Linked DNA regions of Acanthopagrus latus: region 1 is linked to region 2. The links are chromatin contacts, called in public Hi-C maps. All regions are on one chromosome and are shown on one strand. Each heading gives the region's core, a stretch centred on a gene start, on an enhancer-like site or on the middle of the called end of the contact. The rest is flanking DNA. Distances are from core to core; before and after follow the strand shown. Region 1 holds the start of selenot1a (thioredoxin reductase-like selenoprotein T1a). Region 2 holds the start of LOC119010753 (calcyclin-binding protein).

Evidence for each region. A called contact is a pair of places that touch in the nucleus more often than the background predicts.
Region 1: a Hi-C map of muscle shows a contact between it and region 2, with 5 times the contacts expected there. The contact joins the promoter of selenot1a here to the promoter of LOC119010753 in region 2. A contact is called at or near these places in 3 of 4 Hi-C or Micro-C datasets (liver and muscle).

The regions. Positions count from the first base shown.
Region 1 is chr21:20,351,654-20,356,728 of fAcaLat1.1, forward strand. selenot1a (thioredoxin reductase-like selenoprotein T1a) reads left to right here and starts at 2,020. Exons shown (of 6, transcript XM_037083574.1): 1 at 2,020-2,210; 2 at 3,157-3,267. The coding sequence starts at 2,077. kif2c (kinesin-like protein KIF2C) reads left to right here. Exons shown (of 23, transcript XM_037085306.1): 19 at 103-170; 20 at 291-369; 21 at 454-534; 22 at 646-739; 23 at 908-1,262. The coding sequence ends at 969.
Region 2 is chr21:20,163,945-20,169,090 of fAcaLat1.1, forward strand. It overlaps LOC119010753 (calcyclin-binding protein), which reads left to right and starts at 2,164. Exons shown (of 6, transcript XM_037083174.1): 1 at 2,164-2,322; 2 at 3,247-3,457; 3 at 3,544-3,640; 4 at 3,729-3,828; 5 at 4,284-4,378; 6 at 4,750-5,146. The coding sequence starts at 2,305. The coding sequence ends at 4,912. It overlaps mrps14 (28S ribosomal protein S14, mitochondrial), which reads left to right. Exons shown (of 4, transcript XM_037083175.1): 3 at 737-901; 4 at 1,153-1,537. The coding sequence ends at 1,335.

The DNA.
Region 1 (5,075 bases), core at 770-3,269, 190 kb after region 2:
TGGCTTTTAGTGCTTTATGGTCTGATTTCATTCAAAAGCAGATGCGGGCCAATCAAGCACACAAACAGTGGTGTGAGTCTTTGTCCTCGTCTCCTTCCACAGATTGCCATGGTCTCTCCGGGCATGGCTTCATGTGAATACACAATGAACACACTACGTTATGCTGACAGGTACAAAGTTAGCCAATGAAGTTTAACTTTATGGTGCTCCTGGATATTTTTTTGTGATTTAAATCCTATTTTGTTTGTAAAGAAACTTAAAACATAGAGTATTCCTCCTCTCTATGACAGAGTGAAGGAACTGAATGGCAATTCCACGTCCAGTGGAGCAGCCAAGCTACAAGAGCCTTTGGACAGCTCCACAGAGGAGGTGAGATTGATTGAGATCATAGTTTATGTTGATTTAGTGTATTTATAGTTGGCTTAATTTTGCTGTTTACTGTGTGTTTTATAGGAATCTGTTGTGGATGCCAGTGTGTATGATGCCATATCTCAAGTGACAGAGTTGGAGGAGAAAGTCTATGTAGAACTGAAGGTAGAGTTGGAGGACGTCTTCTCTTCTTTACAACATACAAGTAATAATGCCAAGTTTATTCATTTATTTTTTTGCTTTAGTCCTCAAACATTAATCCCTTTCGTCTCTCAGAGGGTAAATGACTTTGTCAAGGCGATGGAGCAAACCTCATACAACATCAAGGAGGAACTTCCCGACCTGGTGGATCATTCTCGGAAGATACTGGGTAAAATCCACAGCTTGATCTTGGTTTTCCGTTAGTTTAGCAAAATATTCCAGTCTAACATCAAATGTTGAATAAGCAAAACACCAACAACATTACATAAAAACACCAACATCTTGGATTTCCGTGTGCTTTACCTTTTGTTCATTAAGTGTCATCTGTCATCCACAGACATGGTGTTGGCTTTGCAGTCTGCTGTGGATCAGGAGAGTCTGGCGATGATGAAACACTAAGACGAACCCACAAACCCACTTACACACCATTTACAAAACCTTTTAAAGCAGTTCCCTTTTGATTTTATTGTATTATGGACTTAAATAAGGAACTTTAATTTAGACACTATCTCATTGAAAATATTGCAGGTCTTGTAAGAAACCATTTTGGGATCTCCTGGTGTATATTGTTTGATGCGGCACTTTTCGCTGTAGATGTTTTACCATGAATAAAGTTGGATGCTACTTTGGGAGCAGCAGCAGAAATTCTATCAAAAATAATAAAGTGTATTTTTCTTTTAGTCATAAACACATTTGGCTCTTTTGAGTGGCATTTCTTTTACCAGACATTTGACATGACATATAAGGGGATGTTTGCCATAACGTGATCGAAGGGATGCACAGTATTTACTTTTTAGACTCAAATAAAGCAAGAAGTGATCACAGTTTTGTCAGAGTGTATTAATATAAACTTTGTATGTAGTTTATGGATTTGCACCTACACCACACCTGAAAATATGATATGATATCCTCTGGCTTCACAACAGTTCGAAAAAGGAGCACTGATTACGAACGAGTTTCAATAATTTATACAGATTGCTTAAGATTCCAGCTCACAAGCATTTGAGAGGAATTAACTTGCAAGACAACTAAGCTTGTTTTATTTTCCCCATTTCAGTGTCTGCTTCATTTTTTAACAAAATATTAAAGAGAACCAACATAATGCACAAAGTTAGGTTCAGTAGTTAGTAACTAAAAGTAGTGTAATAAGTAATATATGTCTCTACACAGACAATAATATTGTAATATATCTTTTAGAAAAAATGAAGGGAACTAGTACTATGTAATATGTTGCCTTTTGAAAGTAACGTGCCCAACAATAGTTATTACCTCATTAAAATTGTAAACACGGTGTCGTTTTTAAAAATACTCACTATATAATGTACACGGTGTAGTACAGTTGAACCGCCACACCAGCAGGGGGCGGGGGCGGTCGGCGCCGGCTATGTGTGGAATCCAAGATTAGAGCGCGAGGAAGAGGAGGAACCAACCAGTAACCAACCGTCGTTATTAACACGCCTCTCCGTCTGACCAAGTGAGGAAACAGACCCCGGAACGCGGATCGCGATGAAGTGGCTGCGTTTTTCGCTCCTCGTCTTGGGGGTTTTCTCGCTGTGCTGCGCCACGGCCGGTGACAGCAGCGGCGTGAAGAAGATGAAGATGCAGTTCGCCACGGGACCCCTTCTCAAGTTTCAAATTTGGTGAGCGTGCGAGCGGTAAAATCTGGCGAGTCATTGCGAGCTAGCTAGCTAGCGTTCAGCTCCCTGGCTAACAACAACGACGGGCCGACATTCGGAAGGGACTAGCTAATTCACATGAGGGTGGTTCGTGTTATCACACTGTCTGAGCACCGTACACGTTTTGCTAGTTATTTATCAACGAAATCACTCAACCGCTGGTCAAAACTTGTTGTGGAGGATCTCGTGTTTTTGCCCGTTTCCCGACTGAAACATGGCTCCGCTTCCGCTGTCAAACATGCGAGTTACCAAGCTAACGTCAAATCCAGCTACGTGAGCTAGCCAGTGTTATACATAATTTCCTAATGTCTCTCTGTGTTATGTAGATTACTTCGAGTTGTCTTATCGCTTAAAGGTAGTAACATTATTGGTTAAATTGCCTTTCCTCGTGGTATGGATTAACATGTTCATTGTATCTGATGGACAATGGGATTATGATAAATCCATGTAGGGTGCTCAGTCTGCCTGGAATTATTTCATGCCATTTAAACATTTTGAATCATGCTGGGAAGTTAGCATATCTCACGGAAAGGTACTGGTTACAGCACGTAGCTAGCTATACATTATAAATCATTAACAATAACAAGGTAACGTGTTGATCAGTAACCAGGGGGTTATGCTAATCATATTGTCACATCTAGTGCAACCTTGTAACTAAAGTAAACAAGAACACAATTCAAACGGCAGACATGTGCCATAAAGAGGCATGTAGCATTGGCGAGTACTGAATGGGAAGTGGGTTAAACATGCTTCTAACAGGAATTTCACACTGCCACCAAAACTTTCCATGAACAGGAAAAGCGATCTGCAGTTCACACAAACTCGATCTAAAGGCTTAATTCGTTGTCAGTTGCTGTGGCTGCTTAATGTCCGTGTTTGTCTTTCTAACGGTGTGGTTGTCTTCACACAGCATATCCTGAGGGTACAAGCGGGTGTTTGAGGAGTACACGCAGGCCTTGTACCAGCGGTACCCAGACATCCGCATTGAAGGGGAGAACTATCTTCCCATACCCCTCTACCGGTAAGAGAGAGAGAGAGAGATTGTCTGTCTGCTTTGTTACAAGTGGATTATATCCAGATTTGTTAAAGCTGAATGGGATTAGCTGCGATTTGACTGTAGAACTGGAATTCCCATGCAGTTTAGTCTTATCGGGTGGTGGATATGTCTTTGGTAGTTGTAGAGACAAAACCACTGGATCTAAAGATGACAAAGTTAAGGTCAAAGGTGCATCATGTTATAAATGTGTGTTTATTATAAGAAATTAATCACATCCTACATTCTTACACTCATCAACCCCAGGGATTTCTTTTTCACTTTTGATTGTAGTTCATTTAAGGGAAGTGTTTGTGACTGACATGCACTCAATTGCCAGGTTATTCGGCACATCTAGCTAAAACTAATAGTCTAATACAGCTGCTCTGCAATAACTCTTTCCTTTTATGTAGATCACAATGTTTTAGTTTTGGATGGGACAAAATAAGATTTTATCATGGATTGCAATAAAAACAATCATTTTGGATATCCTCACAAGTGACTTGAAAAAGCTGTATTTCAGTAGCACAGAGCCCCATTGTAGGTTGACTTCCTTTGAATTGTTTCATCTTTCTAGTCATTGTAAAATCCTCACCCTCCCACCTTTGCTGAAGGCACAACTACCCTGTTGTTTCCTCCACAATGATGATAATGATTATCGGGGTGATAATGTGAATTACAATAACTTAATCCAGCATAGTCGTCACATAGAATCTTCTTAGTTGTTCCTACTATTCTGTCCTCCATATTTAAACTATTAGGGATAGTATTAACATCAGAACCCCTTTCTGTAAAATGCAGAACAATTCAACAGCACCACAAACTACATCCTTCAAAATGACCAAACAGTTGAATGATTATATTTGACTGTATTAGTCACTGTTACCATGGGCCCTTGAAATTCTTGAAAGTCTAAATTTGAGTAGAGAAAATCAAAGCTTTGAACATATTTGAAAACAGATCTAGGTCATTGAAATTAATTTATATATTTAATGCAATAACTGAAATCAAAGTTCTCAAGTTTTTATTAAATTGTGGTCTGTAGACTTCCATTATGCCTGTTTTTTTTAAATTGTCAATGATATAACAATATTTTACTTTGTCTCAAACTTATGCTGTGTTGGGTTCTTGAATTTGAAGGAACTGGGCCTGTGAAGCCATTGAAATGTCACTGAATTTGATGTGAGAACCCTGGTTACTTTTTAGAAAGGTGTATCTTATAAACTGGCCACTTAGTGAATGTTTCACATCATGAATATGTGGATATTTTAACTGATGTATTAAAGTCAGAGTGTCTGTTAAGCATCACTGGCACAGAGTATGTAATCCCAGGTGTTGTAGTTAGAGGTGTGGTGTCACTAAAACCCCCAGGTCCTAATCAGTTGAACTCTTTAATAAACACACTGGAGATTTGCTTCATCAAAGAAGTCACTGTTTCTTTTTTTCTCTCTAAGAAGAGTGATGTCTGCCAGTCACACATTCAAGTTCAAATGTAGTAAAACAGGAGGAAACGGAGGAAGCGGTAAAACTACACAGTTGATTCACACATTTATTTTACACAATGAAGCTCAATTTGTGTAAACTGAAGCTACACCCTCCTGTCTTATAACAGCATTTATTAGGACAGTGTCAAATATACCTTATTTTCTACACCCCAAATAAATATGCTGACTTTGATGAGGACTTCCAGAGTCTTTAGGTATTTGACTGTTTTGTTGGACAAAAGAAGCAATTAGAAAGAGTCTCTTGATGTCTTTAACAAAGCTTTTTGCTTTATGTTGCCTTGTATAGGAATT
Region 2 (5,146 bases), core at 914-3,413:
CAAGTCTTACAGAGTCTTCATCAGTCCGTTTTTGCAGCTCAGGCGAATGACCGAGATGAATGCTGTAAAATAATTCCGACAGTCTGTTATTGCCCCAATCCCGCAAATTACTTTATTGAAATGTTAACTCAGAAGACATATATAAACCTGTAGGGTAAACGTAAAGCTAGGGCGTCGGTAGGTTAAATAGTAGGGAAACAATATACTGTATTTACAACATAAATAATACATTCATGAGGCCAAGGAGGAAGATTTCTATTATCTTCTGTTATCAGGGGTGTTCAAAAACATATGTGATTTAGTATCTCATCCATAAGAAGGCTAAAAATGTTACTATTTACAATCTTTGCATGATCACAGTTTGAACAATATCATTGTCCTCTGACAGCACAGAAGAGATTATGCTGGTAAGAAACTTTGTCAGACTGTAGACCTTACAGTCTATAAAAAAACTACAGAAACAAATGACAGCTTAAGAATCAAGGGATTCTGTCTATTTCAAAGAATTCTTTCTCCTCCAGCTGACAAATTGCAGGTTCTTCTCAATTCTTTATTTTGTCTTCATCAACAATGGTCATATTTGATAGATAGAGAACTGAATAGGGTAGAAACTGCCACTACAATGTGAGTAAGGGAGCCCCAAAATCCGTAGTCCATAGCACTGTGGATGATCTGTGTACACTGGGGCGTAATATAAGCTGTCAAGTAATAACAACCACTGGAACATCGTGCGCAGGCCCTGAGGAGCTGCTGGGGTGCGGTGGAGCAGGTGAGGAGTTACTACGTTGACTGGAGGATGGTGAGGGACGTCAAGAGAAGACAGATGGCCTTCGACTACGCTGATGAGAGGCTCCGGATCAATGCGCTGAGGAAGAACACCATCCTGCCTAAAGAGCTTCAGGTATGATGCAATATTCCAGTTTTTACTCTGCGTGTCATAGAATTTAAGTTGGTGTTGTCATTTGTTAGATTTCACCAGAAACAGATTGTGATGGGTTGTTATATCATGTTGCTTTTCCATTAATTTCTGTTGTCCTAATTAATAGTTCAGAGTGTACAGTTTAAAGGATGTGATTCACAACAACTAGGGTGATTCCAAATAATTTCAAATGCCAATAATTGTTGAATTTGCTTGTTTAATATTTTTTGCAGGAGCTGGCAGATAAAGAAATTGCAGCGTTACCCAGGGACAGCTGCCCTGTGAGGATACGCAACAGGTGTGTGTTGACCTCCAGGCCTCGTGGAGTGAAGCGCAGGTGGAGACTGAGTCGGATTGTCTTCCGTCACCTAGCTGACCACAACCAGATGTCTGGTATACTCAGGGCGAGGTGGTGACCATGGTACACTGCAGTTGGCTGTGAAACATCGATCAGACGAACAGGACATCCACATTCAATCTCCTGTTATATTTATATTTTCTTTTTTTCTGAACAACAAAAAACATACAATTCAAAAATATAAATGTTACTCCTTGTTGGAGAATACTTACATGTAACTCAGAAATCTATGAATAAATGTTGTACATTATAAAACTTTTTCCTCCAGTGCCTCAGTTGTTTTTCGAATGTAATAGTTGAAACATGAAGTAGCAATGTTTTAGAGTATTTTAATATCAATATGGTCAAGAAACCTGCAATATTTTATCTTTGCATGGTTAGAAAGTACAAAGTCAAACAATCCATTTGAATGACTTCCCTTTCAAATTTATTATGTGGTTGTTTATGTTTGGCTCATGAGTAGTTTTCAGGGTTCCAATGGATACTTGAAATCTTTGGAAGTTTTTGAATCTGAGGAAAAAGTCAAGGCCTTGATAGTTTTTGAAAGAAGTCATGAATGAATATGGGTCATTAATAGTGCTATTAGTTATCCTTGAGTCATGTCTTAAAGTAAGCCTGTCTGGAAAATCAGTTTAATTGCACTTTTGGTAGGGTCAGGGTGGACTATTATAGACTGAACTGAGGAAACCCAAAGAAAGTTAATTTGTTATCTACTTGTCTTGAATACAGGATGGTGTTTGGATATTAAATTGAATTGAAGAAATATTCGAAAATGTACGGATTCAATGTATTTCCTTTATGGATTCATACTCCATAAATATACTGTATAACAATTACAATGTTTTTATGTTATGGCTGTTAACACTTCCTACCGGTACGTGGCGGTGGTGCGCCTGTAGGCTGGCGGTCCGTACACCACTTATCGTAAAGAAGAAGAAACAATAGCCGCAGACTCTCAGGGCAGAGAACACTGAACGCACACATCTCTGAACCCAGCTTACATTAACTGATAAACACAAATCCCCAAATGGATCTAACCGAGCAGGTAAACATCGTATCCTTGTTCAATTGAGTGCAGGTTGTCAGGGCAGGACTTGGGTTTATGGCGTTAGCATTAAAAACTACCAGTTCGATCAATGCTAAGTTAGCTAACATGAGTTAACTTTGCTAGCTAGCATGCCACAGCGAAAAAGATGTTCCTAGCAGTGTCTGTTATTTTAATCTGCACTTTCAAAAAGTATCTATCTTCATTTTAAATCGATCTTAAAACGCGTGTTGTAAAATATAATAAATACACATACACATGGTCCCACTCGTGTGTGGCGATAATGTTATGTCAGTAACTGTAGCCAGTTAGCTAGCTAGCTAGAACATACTAGAACATCTGGGTAGTGTGTAACTAACGCTAGCTAATGTCGGCTGTCATTATTTGTAATCATGGTATAGAGATGTAACTCGAGGGATTTTTTTGTAATGTACGGCTTAAAGTAAACAAGGGTGGGGGCGGCAATGATGCATTGAGTAACTTAAGTATAGGGACCAAGGTTCAATGAAGCTGTAACGTTATGTTGACATCCCGTGACGAGCAAAGACCTCAAGTTACCTACCGGGATCCAGTTAGTTTAAGGGGGGACGCTGGGCAGACATTCAACTCGGAGACACCCAGCGGCGTTTTTTGCTGATGTGTAACGTATTCATTTTGCAAAAAATAATTTTCTTCAATAGAATGTGACCCAGTGACTCCAAATCAATGCCTAATTATATTAATTAATGAGACAAATAAGATACACTTTAACGCACAGCATTTTATATGAACATTAATTGTGAAAATTCAGCATTGTCAATAGCTTCAATGCCATGTGACCCAGTGACAAACAGAGAGACATGGGTGAAAACACAAGCTTCTTGCCGGTGTCAAAAAATTCAGGGATGCACGTTTCTCCAAAGTCTAATTCTTTCTTCAATACAGATCAACCAGCTGGAGGCAGATTTGCAGGAGCTGGGCTCCCTCTTGGAGAAGGCAGAGAGGAAAAGAGTGCAGGAGTTGCTGAAGCAGGAGCAAAAGAAGGTGGAGAAGGAGCTTTCAGTCAAACGCCAACAGAAGGAGCAACAAGCCAGGAGAGCGGCAGACCCGTCTGCTGCCTCTAAAGCAACGTACACAGTCAAGATCACCAACTATGGTATGGTACCATTGTTTCGTAAGACTGCCGGTCATTCGTGTGAGTGCAGAGGAAGAAGTGTTCACATGTTTGCCTCTTCTGTGCAGCTTGGGACCAGTCAGAGAAATTCGTCAAAATTTACCTCACATTGAAGGATGTGCACACAATTCCATCAGAGAACGTGGAAGTCAACTTTACAGAAGGGTAAGCTGGTCATCAACATACATACATATACACAGTGTTTATTATTCCTCATGTTAATAACCATATTTTCTCATTCCTTCTTTTGTAGGTCCTTCTCTGTGTTAGTGAAGGATCTAGGTGGGAAAAACCATCAGATGACAGTCCTCAACCTGTTATACCCAATTGATGAAAAGGAGAGCTATAAAAAGGTGAATACAGCCTTTTCATCAGTTTAAGAATTAGACTGAGTTTTTGATAGACATATGCATAAGCATGGCATCTTCAATCGATTTCTGAAGCTTGATACTTGTGTTAATGCGCTTTAAACATGGAAACTTTTTTTTCCTTTAGAAAGGTTTAATAAAGTACGGATGGCTGGTGTTTGGTACCATTCAGTACGGTGACAGTACTGAAACAGTATCCGACCATACTTAATGACTTGTAATGACAGTTGTGTTCGGCAGTTCCTAAATGTTTTGAAAATCCAGCAGCATCAGAGAAATCAAGTTGTCCTTTTTCATCCCAACTGCTGAATTTCAGGCTCATTGTTGATGTGCATTTTACACTTGGATTCAGTAGGCCATCTTCTGTTTTGAAAACAAAGCACCGGAGTCTTGTTGGCTTTTCGAAAAACGCCTGAAACCATTTTTCCTCCCTTCAACAGATCAAAACAGACATGGTCCTGGTCATGTGCAAGAAGCAGTCAGCAAAGAAGTGGGAGTACCTAACAAAGGTGGAAAAGCTGGCGAAAGACAAAGAGTAAGTTCAAAGAAATAATGATAGAGTTTAGTGAAATAATTTGAACAAAGCAGTAATTGTTATTGACGGAAGACCACTGCACCCTTCAAGTAACTGTACAGTGTCTATGATGCATATGAATGGTACTACTACTGATGTGTTTTCATTGGCTAATAAACAACGTTGTGAGCAGCTTTGTTAAAACAAATTTCTCAGTCGGCCAGTCTCCCCCATTCTCCTACTCATGTCAGACTGGTGTTTGAAGCGCAGTATCACATCTGCATGCCAGGTGTCGCTATATGTGCTGCAACCTTGAGTGTGCGCATACAGGACATGAATGGGACCATTCCGAGAAACAGGTAGAAACTGTTTTTCATTTTGTCCCTCAACAGGAAACCCGCTGTTGATGACAATGCAGACCCCGGCGACGGCCTGATGAACATGCTGAAGAAGATTTACTCAGAGGGAGACGACGAGATGAAGAGAACCATCAACAAAGCCTGGTCAGAGTCCCAAGAGAAAAAAGTCCGAGGAGAGGGCATGATGGACTTCTGAAATGCACTCACTGCTCTTCCACAGCAGGACGGGCTGAAAACCGCCAGGGACGCAGCTGACAAGACTTGAATATTAAATGTTGTGGGTTGAAACTTATGTCCGATATATACATATATAAATCATCATACATAAGATGTTGGGATTAATGTCTTAGCCCCTCATTTTTGGCCCTGGTATTCTGAGAGTCATGAGACATAAAACATAAACCTCTCAACAGATTGCACAGAAAATGCC